Linked DNA regions of Sus scrofa: region 1 is linked to region 2. The links are chromatin contacts, called in public HiChIP or PLAC-seq maps. All regions are on one chromosome and are shown on one strand. Each heading gives the region's core, a stretch centred on a gene start, on an enhancer-like site or on the middle of the called end of the contact. The rest is flanking DNA. Distances are from core to core; before and after follow the strand shown. Region 1 overlaps ACER3 (alkaline ceramidase 3). Region 2 overlaps ACER3 (alkaline ceramidase 3).

Region 1 (5,291 bases), core at 1,499-3,998, 130 kb after region 2:
GCTTAGAGGACTGGGTTATACATCCTTGGGTATATTTTTAATGGGATTTTTATTATGGAACATAGATAACATCTTTTGTGACTCACTGAGGTAAGATGTATTTTCAGTCTTTGAAAAACAGTTTTGGAATCTATTAAGCAGACTGTTTCATAGGCTTAATTCATAGAATTACTAGTGCACTGAAGTGAATTTTTGCCATTGTTGAATTTAAAAAGATAGGTACAGCACAAAGTTAAATTTTTGGGAGTGCTTGTTTCAATTACCTAAAAATCTAGTCCTAAGAATATTTCATAACATCTGTAGGGATTTTTGTGTTTGTGCATCACAGTACTATATAGTTAATCAAATATTGATAGGATTTTTTGAAAGCTGCGTAATCTGCTTTAACTGAAGAACTAAGAATGATTTGTAATAAGAATATGAAATACATCTGTATAATTTTTTTCTTTTTTTTTTTTTTGTCTTCTAGGGCTGCACCCAAGGCATATGGAGGTTCCCAGGCTAGGGGTCAAATTGGAGCTGTAGCCACACCACTGGCCTACACCACAGCCATAGCAATGCCAGATCTGAGCTGTGTCTGCGACCTACACCACAGCTCACGGCAATGCCGGATCCTTAACTCACTGAGCAAATCCAGGGATCAGACCTGCTTCCTTATGGATGCTAGTGAGATTCATTTCTGCTGAGCCACAGCAGGAAATCCATGAAATACATTTATATAATTTTTTATTTTTACATACTTATTATTTTCTAAGAAAGGCAAGTATTTCTTTTACCATCTTTTCAGCAGTTGTATATTCAATAGAATTTGAATCTTAAGTCTCTGGACTCTATTCTGTCACCTAAGACACTGTCTGGGCTTCAGTTTACATAAAATGAACATGTTAAATAGGTTAACTGGAGGGTCCTTCCAACTCAAAATTCTGTGACTTAACAGTTTTGCATAATGACAAAGGAATATATTAAATGACAGAGGAATATATTAAACAGCATAGCAGAGAGGTAATCAGCAAAATTCAAACTGGGCAGTCTACGGAAAGAATGACCTGGTCTCTTCAGCAAATACATTGTAGAAGGGGGAAAAAGGGAGGAGGAAAGTATAGATTAAAAGAGACTTAAGGGAGTTCCCATTGTGGCTCAGAGGTAATGAACCCAACCAGTATCCTTGAGGACGTGGGTTTGATCCCTGGCCTTACTCAGTGGGTTGAGGATCCAGCGTTGCCGTGCTGTAAGCTGTGGTGTTGGTCACAGAAGCAACTCAGATTCTGTGTTGCTGTGGCTGTAGTGTAGGCTGGCAGCTACAACTTGGATTCGACCCCTAGCCTGGGAACAGAGCCTGTAATCTGTTAGTATGCATTGTAGGTCTCCATATGCTGAGGGTACGGCCCTAAAAAGACAAAAAGAGAGAGAGAGACTTAAAAAATATATCAACTAGACACAGTATAATTACTTTTTTTTGGATCTTGATTCAAACCAATTGTTTTTTTTTGAAAGCTTATGATCATTAACGAATATTTGATATTAAAGGATTGTTGTTAATATTTTAGTTGTGAAAATGATATTATAGTTATATTTTAAAGAGGTTTTAATCCTTTAGAGATAAAATGATACAATATCTAGGATTTTCTTCAAAATAAATGAGGGAGAAGTGGGTAAGAATTTAGGTGATGTAAGATTGACCTTAAGTTCTAGTCGTGCAGTGGAAACGAATCCGACTGGGAACCATGAGGTTGCAGGTTTGATCCCTGGCCTTCCTCAGTGGGTTAAGGATCCAGCATTGCGGTGAGCTGTGGTGTAGGTCGCAGACGCGGCTCGGATCCCGCGTTGCTGTGGCTCTGGTGTAGGCCGGTGGCTACAGCTCCGATTTGACCCCTAGCCTGGGAACCTCCATATGCCGTGGGAGCCGCGCAAGAAATGGCAAAAAGACAAAATAAATAAATAAATAAATAAATAAAGATTCACTATGAAGTGAAATAATAGATATGAAAGGACTTTATAGACTGTATAGTGCTCTTCTAAAATGATGGTTATATGTAAGGCATAGGAAAACTCATATCTAGTTTCTTGAGTGAACAGCTAAGTTAATCAGTATTTCCCAAAGTGTTTTCCAAGGAACACTTGTTCCATAAGGTGTTAATAAGATACCACCTGAAAAAGGGTCTAAAGGGTCTAACGGTGGATTAGGAGCTTACCTGTAATCTTTCAGTGTGCAGCAGTACAGGTCTCCAAGAGGACAGTAAACTTCTACTTCCTACATTTATTTTGACCACAGAGTCACTCTTCATGGAACTTCTGCTGGGAAGATTATTCCTCAAAATACTCTTTGGAAAACAATACAGCAGACTACAGCAGACATAAGGAGATAAAATAATTGTCATGTGTGAGAATGACATTTCAAAATGCTCTAAGTCTGTCAGTATTCATTGTTAAATATGAAAAATAATTGACATGCTGATTTTTTTCCCCCTCTCCACACAGGAACTTTCGAAAGAAGGTGCCACCTATCATAGGTGTTACCACTCAGTTTCATGCATGGTGGCATATTTTAACTGGCCTTGGTTCTTATCTTCACATCCTTTTCAGGTAGGAAATAGAGACTTTTTCGGCCTGGTATTAGAGTGTTTCTTTTTTTACTCTTCAAATACGATGGTGTAAATATAAATTGTCAGAGACAGAATCAGGAACTTCTGTTCCAGCTTTGCCTCTGCCACTGGGTGACCTTAGGCAAGCTATTTCCTCTTTCTGAAGCTCTGCTTTCTCATCCCTAAAGGGTGACAGCTGTAGTAACTGACCTCTGACACATGATCTACATTTTAAGTAGATCATTCATCTCCTTTTTTAGCGCAAGTAGGATTTAAACATTTCCATTTATTGTCGATCCGTATTATGTTTTGTTTATAGAGAACACATTTGGGGGGAGCGGGGAGGCAGCCAGATCCCCTGAGTGGGGACAGGGAAAGCATGAATTGGTAAAGTCCCCAGCTTAAATTTTTTTCTCCTTCCCTGAAATAAATTGGTCACCACTTTGCTTTCCTTGTTCCCCTAATAAGAATTTGTTGGAGATCAGCCATTTACAGCAAAGATGGAATCAGAATTCTCTCTGATGATCCTACTCAAATAATCCTTGTGTATTAGTCTCTCTCCCTTTACCAGGCCTTATTTTTCTTCACAGCATTTATAACCATCTATATATTTGCATGTTTACCTCCCCCCACTAGACTCTTAAGTTCCTTGAGAAAAAAAACTTTATTTTATTCACTGCTACTCTTCTAAGTGCTTAGAACAATGCTTGTCACATACTAAGCACTCAGTATATATTGTTAAATGATTTAATGAATGGATGTGTACATGTTTGTCGTCATATGCGGTAATCAGAACGTAGGCTGCGCATGGAGATCAGCTTGAAGACACAGAGACAGCTGATGCTGTAGCAAGCAAGAGCTTGGGGCAAGCTCAGAGTCTGTCTTTTATTAGGATTTTGAACAAGGGCTACGTGTCAAAGAGGCGGAGGCAAGATTCTCGAAGAGGTTAAGAGGAAACAAAACAATAATTCAAAAGCCCATAGGGAGGCAAGGTCTGTTACAGGCCTTATCAGCTCTTATCTCAGGAAGACATACACTAGCCTTTACAGCAGGCCTGTTTGTTCCCCTCCCAGGGCTCATAAACCTAACTGTCTAAAGTTCCCCTAGCATAACCTTCTTGGCATTCCAGGAAGAGTCATAGTTTTACATGACCCCTATATTCTCTTCTCTCACTCTAGCTACTCACTTTCAAGCTCAAGGCTTACGGCCTTGTTTTCTTCCACCCACATATGTTGACCTCTTTACCAGGGGATCAGGCCATGTTTCATCTCAAATTCATCTCAAGAATTGAGAAAGCTGAAATACTTGTAGAAAGAGGAAAAAAATTTTACTTTGAACCAATATGAAAATTTACTGAAGTCAAATTTTTAGAATACCTTTGCAAAATCATATTTGCATCTCACCTAGCTAGAGATCCACTAGGGAACCTGAATTATCTAAAATTTAACTACCTGAGAATTAAATAAAAAGAACTTCTGGGCAGCTAAATAATAATCACTGAATTCAGGGAGTTCCTGCTGTGGCAGTGGGTTAAAAATCCGACTGCAGCAGCTCTGGTCACTGCAAAGGTTTGACCCCCAGCCCAGCACAGTGGTTTTAAGGGTCTGGCATTTGCAGCTGCAGCTTGGATTCAGTCCCTGGCCCAGGAACTTCCATATGCCAAGAGTGCAGCAAAAAAAGAAATACCCAATTTAATAAGGTTTAAGGGAGGAGGTGCTTGAGAAAACTGAAAAATGATAGAAAAGGAGAAACAAGAATAACTGTAAAGCAAACCAAAGAATTGAAAACTTAGCACCTCAACACTGCCCAAGAAGTCCCGAGACGTAAGTTACTGCAGTGTGGTAAAATATAGCAATGAATTTTTCCTTCCCCCTGCCCTTTTCATCTACACCACAGCATATGGAATTTCCTGGGCCAGGGATGGAATCTGAGCCACAGCTGCAGCAACACCAGATATTTCACTGGGATCCAACCCTTGCTGGCCCAGAGAAAATGCTGGATCCTTAACCCACTGCACCACAGCAAGAACTCCAAATTTTTCTGATAAATACTCAAGAACAAGTAAAATTATACTTAGTATATTCTACTTTGAAAGACTAAGGTTTCTTTCCACTTTTCCCTCCCTTTTCCACTTTCTCCTTTCCGTCTTTTTTTTTTCTTTCTTTCACTTTCTCCTCCTTCTCTCCTGGTGTGGAAGTTCTTCAAGAAAACAGGGCAGTGAGGGGGAAGAAGTGCCATGCAGAGGTAGCAGCATGCTGAACTTCCAAGAGAATCAAGGTGATGGGGAAGGTACTGCTATGTGAGACAAGGGAGCAGGGCGATGAGGGGAAGGGATGAGGAAGGGATGGATGGAAAAGGTAGCTGGATTTAGGAAGTAAGTCACATTGAACAAATAAATTTATTAAACAATAATATATTGAGGGTAACAAAAGCCTGATTTCTCCACTGTCTTATGAAGGATTTAAAACTATAGAGAGAATGGAGTTCCCTGGTGGCACAGCAGGTTAAGGATCTGGCATTGTCACTGCTTTGGCTCAGGTCACTGCTATGGTGTGGATTCAGTTCCTGGCCCAGAAACTTTCATATGCTGTGGGCACAGGCAAAAATACATATGTATAGAAAGAGGGAAAGATAGAAGGAACTGTGAGAGGGTTGGAATTAAAGTTATTGGTATTAGGAGTTCCTAGTGTGGCTCAGCAGATTAAGAAC
Region 2 (4,943 bases), core at 328-2,827:
ACAACAATCATCACAACTGTATTTTCATTTTGGAAACAATTTTTTTTTCTCATTTATTACTAATACCTTCACCACACTCAAACCAAACTATCTTTTAAATTTAGGTCTATAGTTAGTAATTAGTTTAGTAATATAGTAGTCCTCACTTATCTATGGGAGATTTGTTCCAAGATCCCCAGGAGATGCCTGAAACTGCAGATAGTACCAAACCCTATATAGTTGACTTTTATACAACACCGATCCTCTATGCAGTCAGAAAATCCGTATACAGTGTCACAGTCAGCCCCCTATATCCCTGGTTCTGCATCTATGGATTCAACTAACCGAGGATTGGATAGTACTTCAGTATGTATTTACTTAAAAAGGTCCACAGAGGAGTTCCCATCGTGGCGCAGAGGAAACAAATCTGACTAGGAACCATGAGGTTGTGGGTTCGATCCCTGGCCTTGCTCAGTGGATTAAGGATCCAGCGTTGCTGTGGCTGTGGTGTAGGCCGGGGGCTACAGCTCTGATTGGACCCCTAGCCTGGGAACCCCCATATGCTGCAGGTATGGCCCTAAAAGGACAAAAGACAAAAAAATAAATAAATAGGTGCACATATAATTGGATCTGCACAGTTCAAGCCTGCTTTGTTCAAGGGTCAACTGAACATACTGTGCTTTTTTCCTGTACATAATACATGTATGATTATATTTAATTTATAAATTAAGCACAAGATTTAACAACAGCTCAAAATAGAACATTTATAATTATATGCTGTAGTAAAAGATATGTGAGGAGTTCCCGTCGTAAGCTCATTGGAAACAAATCCCACTAGGAACCAGCTGTGATCTGTGGTATAGGTTGAAGACGAGGCTCGGATGTGGGGTGGCTGTGGTGTAGGCCGGCGGCTACAGCTTTGATTCAGCCCCTAGCCTGGGAACCTCCATGTGCTGTGGGTGTGGCCCTAAAAAGTTAAAAAAAAAAAAAAGATATGTGAATGTGGTCTCTCTCAAAATATCTTTTTTTTTTGCTTTTTAGGGCTGCGCTTGCGGCACATGGTTCCCAGGCTAAGGGCTGAATCAAAGCTGTAGCCGCCGGCCTACAACACAGCAACAGATTTGAGCAGTATCTTCAACCTACGCCACAGCTCACGGCAATGCCAGATCCTTAACCTGAGTCAGGATGGGAACTCCTCCCAAGATATCTTATTGTATTGTACTCATCTTTACTGTGAGTTGATAAATCTCTACCTGATAAGAAGACATCGTGACCTAGTATTAGGCTAATATTACTTTCTGACGTTGTGGAGGAGATTCATTTGCTTTGAGTGATCCTGGATCATTGAGCCACGATGTTGTTGATGGTTGAATGTCAGGAGCAGATGATGGTGATGGTTTAGGATCCTGGGCAAGACAGAGCAGGACAGTGCAAGATTTTATCATGCTACTCAGAACAGTGCACAGTTAAAAAATTATGGATTGTGTATTTCTGGAATTTTCCATTTGGTATTTTTGGCCTGTAGTTGATAGTGAGTAACTGAAAGCTTGGGAAGTGAAACTGCAGATAAGGGGGAACTACTGTACTAGGCTAAGTACGTTTGAAGTCTAATCTCTCTCTCTCTTTTTTGGCTGTGTTAGTGGCATGTGGAAATTCCAAGGCCAGGGATCAAATCTTCACCACAGCAGTGACCCAAGCCACTGTGGTGACAACACCAGATCCTTAACCCGCTGTGCCACGAGAGAAATCCCTATTATTTGTAGACTTTAATGATGGCCATTCTGATCAGTGTGAGGTGATACTCATTGTAGTTTTAATTTGCATTTCTCTAATAATTAGTGATGTTGAGGATCTTTTCATGTGCCCATTGGCTGTCTTACATATATATATGTATGTATGTATGTATGTATCTTTTGGCGAAATGCCTATTTAGGTCTTTCTGGCTTTTTTTTTTTTGGTATTTTTATTTTTGTTTTTATTTCACTTTTTAGGGTCACAGCTTATGGAAGTTCCCAGCCTAGGGGTCAAACTGGAGCTGCAGCTGCCAGCCTACACCACAGCCACAGCATGCCAGATCCAAGCCCCATGGGATCCTCATGGATACTAGTCGGATTCTTTTCCACTGCGTCACAATAGGAACTCCCTTCTGGCTAATTTTTGATTGGGTTTTGGGGATTTTTTTTTGATATTGATCTGTAAGAGCTGTTTGCATATTTTGGGAATTTATTCTTTATCAGATGCGTTGTTTGCAGATATTTTCTCTCATTCCGAAAGTTGTCTTTTTGTTTTGTTTATGATTATAGCAAGCTGCTTTTAACTGTAAGTGGAAAGACTGGATGGAGTCAGAAAACAAAACATAACTCCAAAATTAGCACTTTAAAATCTTGATACCACCATAAAAACTGTTTTTATGACTTGACATTAACTCATGTATTCCTTCATACAAAATGATAAGGAGAGATTCTAGATATCTTGTGTTTATATCACTGTTTATATCACTTCTACTCAAGGATGAACTGGAAGGTCCTAGGCACTGCAATAAAGGCAAGGAAAAAAATGCGTAAGAATTCAAAAGGAAGAGGAGTGCCTGTCGTGGGGCAGCAGAAACGAATCCAACTAGGAACCATGAAGTTGCTAACACTATCTTGTGTTCCTACAGTGAAATATTACAGATTCTAGGCTATTTTACCTGCTGGGTAGCAACTACTGCTTCCCCCAACCCCATGTACACACACGCTTTTTTAAAGCAGACATCAGGGCAGTCTGGCTTTGTTGTCTGATATTCTCATGATCGTTTGATCACTGGGTTGTTTCAATTAGACTTTCCAATCAAATAGATATTCTTTGCTCTTTCGCTATGCTAGAAATGTCCAATTTAATCTTGACACTTGAAAAGAATTACGGCCTTGTTAAAGAAGACTTTTTGGTTAAGAGGAGCCATCGTTAGATAAACATTTAGCCCCCTCTGTGCCCTTCCTCATCCTGTCATCTTCCTTTTTCTTGAGAGATAACCACCAAATGTATTTAGTGTTATCATTTCCTAGCTTTTTGCCACTTCTGAATTTCTAAAAAATACAGTTTAGGTTTGCTTGTTTTATATTTTACGTGATTGGGATTTTACTATATACGTAGATTTTTTTCTTGCAGCTTCTTTTTTTCCACTCAAATTGTGGTCCTTAGTATCATACATGTTCTTGTGAATTCTATGGTGATAGGTTAGGTGGTTCATTTATTTTTACTATTGTTGGGAATTTCATTGTATGAATATATTCATGTATCCATTCTTCAGTCACTGGATGTTTTGTTGTTTACAGGTGTTTGCTGTTACATATAATGCTGTGAACATTCTGGTACATCTTATGGACACAAATGTAATAGTATCTGTATATATTTAGGAGTATAATTATTAGATTGTAGTCTATGCCTATATTCGACTTTTATTAGATCAGACTTTTTGGTCTTATGACACCTTTATACATTTAAAGTTATTGAGAACCTGGGAGAACTTTGTAAGTTAAGTCTGTTGGTATTATTAAAATTGAAAAAGATTGAATGCTTGTTAATCTATTTAAGATTTATGCCATATCTGCGACCTACGCCACAGCTCGTGGCAACACCAGATCCTTAACCCACTAAGCAAGACCAGGGTCGAACCCGAAACTTCATGGTTCCTAGTTGGATTCGTTTCTGCTGCCCCACGACAGGCACTCCTCTTCCTTTTGAATTCTTACGCATTTTTTTCCTTGCCTTTATTGCAGTGCCTAGGACCTTCCAGTTCATCCTTGAGTAGAAGTGATATAAACAGACATCTTTATGCAGAGGCACAAGTTTGATCCCTGACCCAGTGCAGTAGGTTAAAGGATCTGGCACTGCCTCTGTGGCCCAGATTCAATCCCTGACCCAGGAACTTCCACAGGATACAATTGCAGCCGTTAAGAAAAAACCAAAACAAAACAAGCAAAGGAGGAAGGTATTAAATATTTCATTATTAGCTATATGGTTTTTTGGAAACATCTAGGAACTATTTTTAATCAACTTTATTAAGATATAATCTACACACAATAAAATTCATAGTTTTAAGTATATAGGTCAATGACTTTTGAAATGCACAAACTTACTTAGCCAGCACCCTAATTAAGATGTAGAGAATTTTCATCTCCCAGAAAGTTGTCTTTCATCCCTTTTCAGTCAGTCTTTTCCATGCTGTTCCCTGACACAGAGAACCAATGATAGGGTTTTTGATCAGGATTAATTTTTCCTGTTTAGGAACTTTTTTTTTTTTTTTTGTCTTTTGTCTTTTTAGGGCTGCACCTGCGGCATATGGAGGTTCCCAGGCTAGGGGGTCGAATTGGAGCTGTAGCTGCTGGCCTACACCACAGCCACAGCAATGTGGGATCTGAGCTGCATCTGTGACCTACACCACAGCCCATGGCAATGCTGGATCCTTAACCCACTGAGCGAGGCTAGGGATCGAACCCATGTCTTCATGGATGCTAGTCGGGTTCGTTAACTGCTGAGCCATGACGGGAACTCCCCTAATTTCTAAATATTTGGAATTTGCAAGGTATCTTTCTGTTACTGATTTCTAGTTAATTTCATTGTGTTCAGAAAATACATTTTTAATTTAAATTCTTTTCAACTTTTTGACTTGTTTTGACTCTTCATATGTTTTACTTGGTGAATGTTCCATGTGGATTTGAAAAAGATGTGTATTCTTCTGTTTATATACGTAGTATTCTATAAATGTAGGTTAAATTGGTTGATAGTGTTGTTCAAGTCTTCTGTATATTTATTGATGTTTCTTTCTGCTTCAATTAGTAGAAGATTATTGGAATCATTATAATGATATATATTTTTTCTGTATCTCCTTCCTATTTTTGTAATTTTTGCTTTGTTTTTTGTTTATGGCCTTGCCTGTGGCATGTGGAAGTTCCCTGGACCTGGATTGAATCTGAGCCACAGCA

What was found. HiChIP or PLAC-seq counts read pairs in DNA pulled down with a chosen protein or histone mark.
Region 1: a contact with region 2 is called in an H3K27ac HiChIP or PLAC-seq map of alveolar macrophages. The contact joins two enhancer-like sites. A contact is called at or near these places in 1 of 47 Hi-C or Micro-C datasets (liver) and 1 of 2 datasets of contacts at active chromatin or transcription factors (alveolar macrophages).

The regions. Positions count from the first base shown.
Region 1 is chr9:11,141,628-11,146,918 of Sscrofa11.1, forward strand. ACER3 (alkaline ceramidase 3) reads left to right here. Exons shown (of 11, transcript XM_021062556.1): 8 at 1-90; 9 at 2,479-2,583. Among named protein-coding and RNA genes, the nearest start is that of B3GNT6, 25 kb to the right of the region's middle. Within about 2 kb of position 2,749, at least 13 of the 83 cell types and tissues checked have an H3K27ac peak or open chromatin away from gene starts, as enhancers often do. A contact at or near this core is called in alveolar macrophages, where this site is marked.
Region 2 is chr9:11,012,659-11,017,601 of Sscrofa11.1, forward strand. The region is part of intron 1 of ACER3 (alkaline ceramidase 3); the gene reads left to right. Among named protein-coding and RNA genes, the nearest start is that of ACER3, 30 kb to the left of the region's middle. Within about 2 kb of position 1,578, at least 4 of the 83 cell types and tissues checked have an H3K27ac peak or open chromatin away from gene starts, as enhancers often do. A contact at or near this core is called in alveolar macrophages, where this site is marked.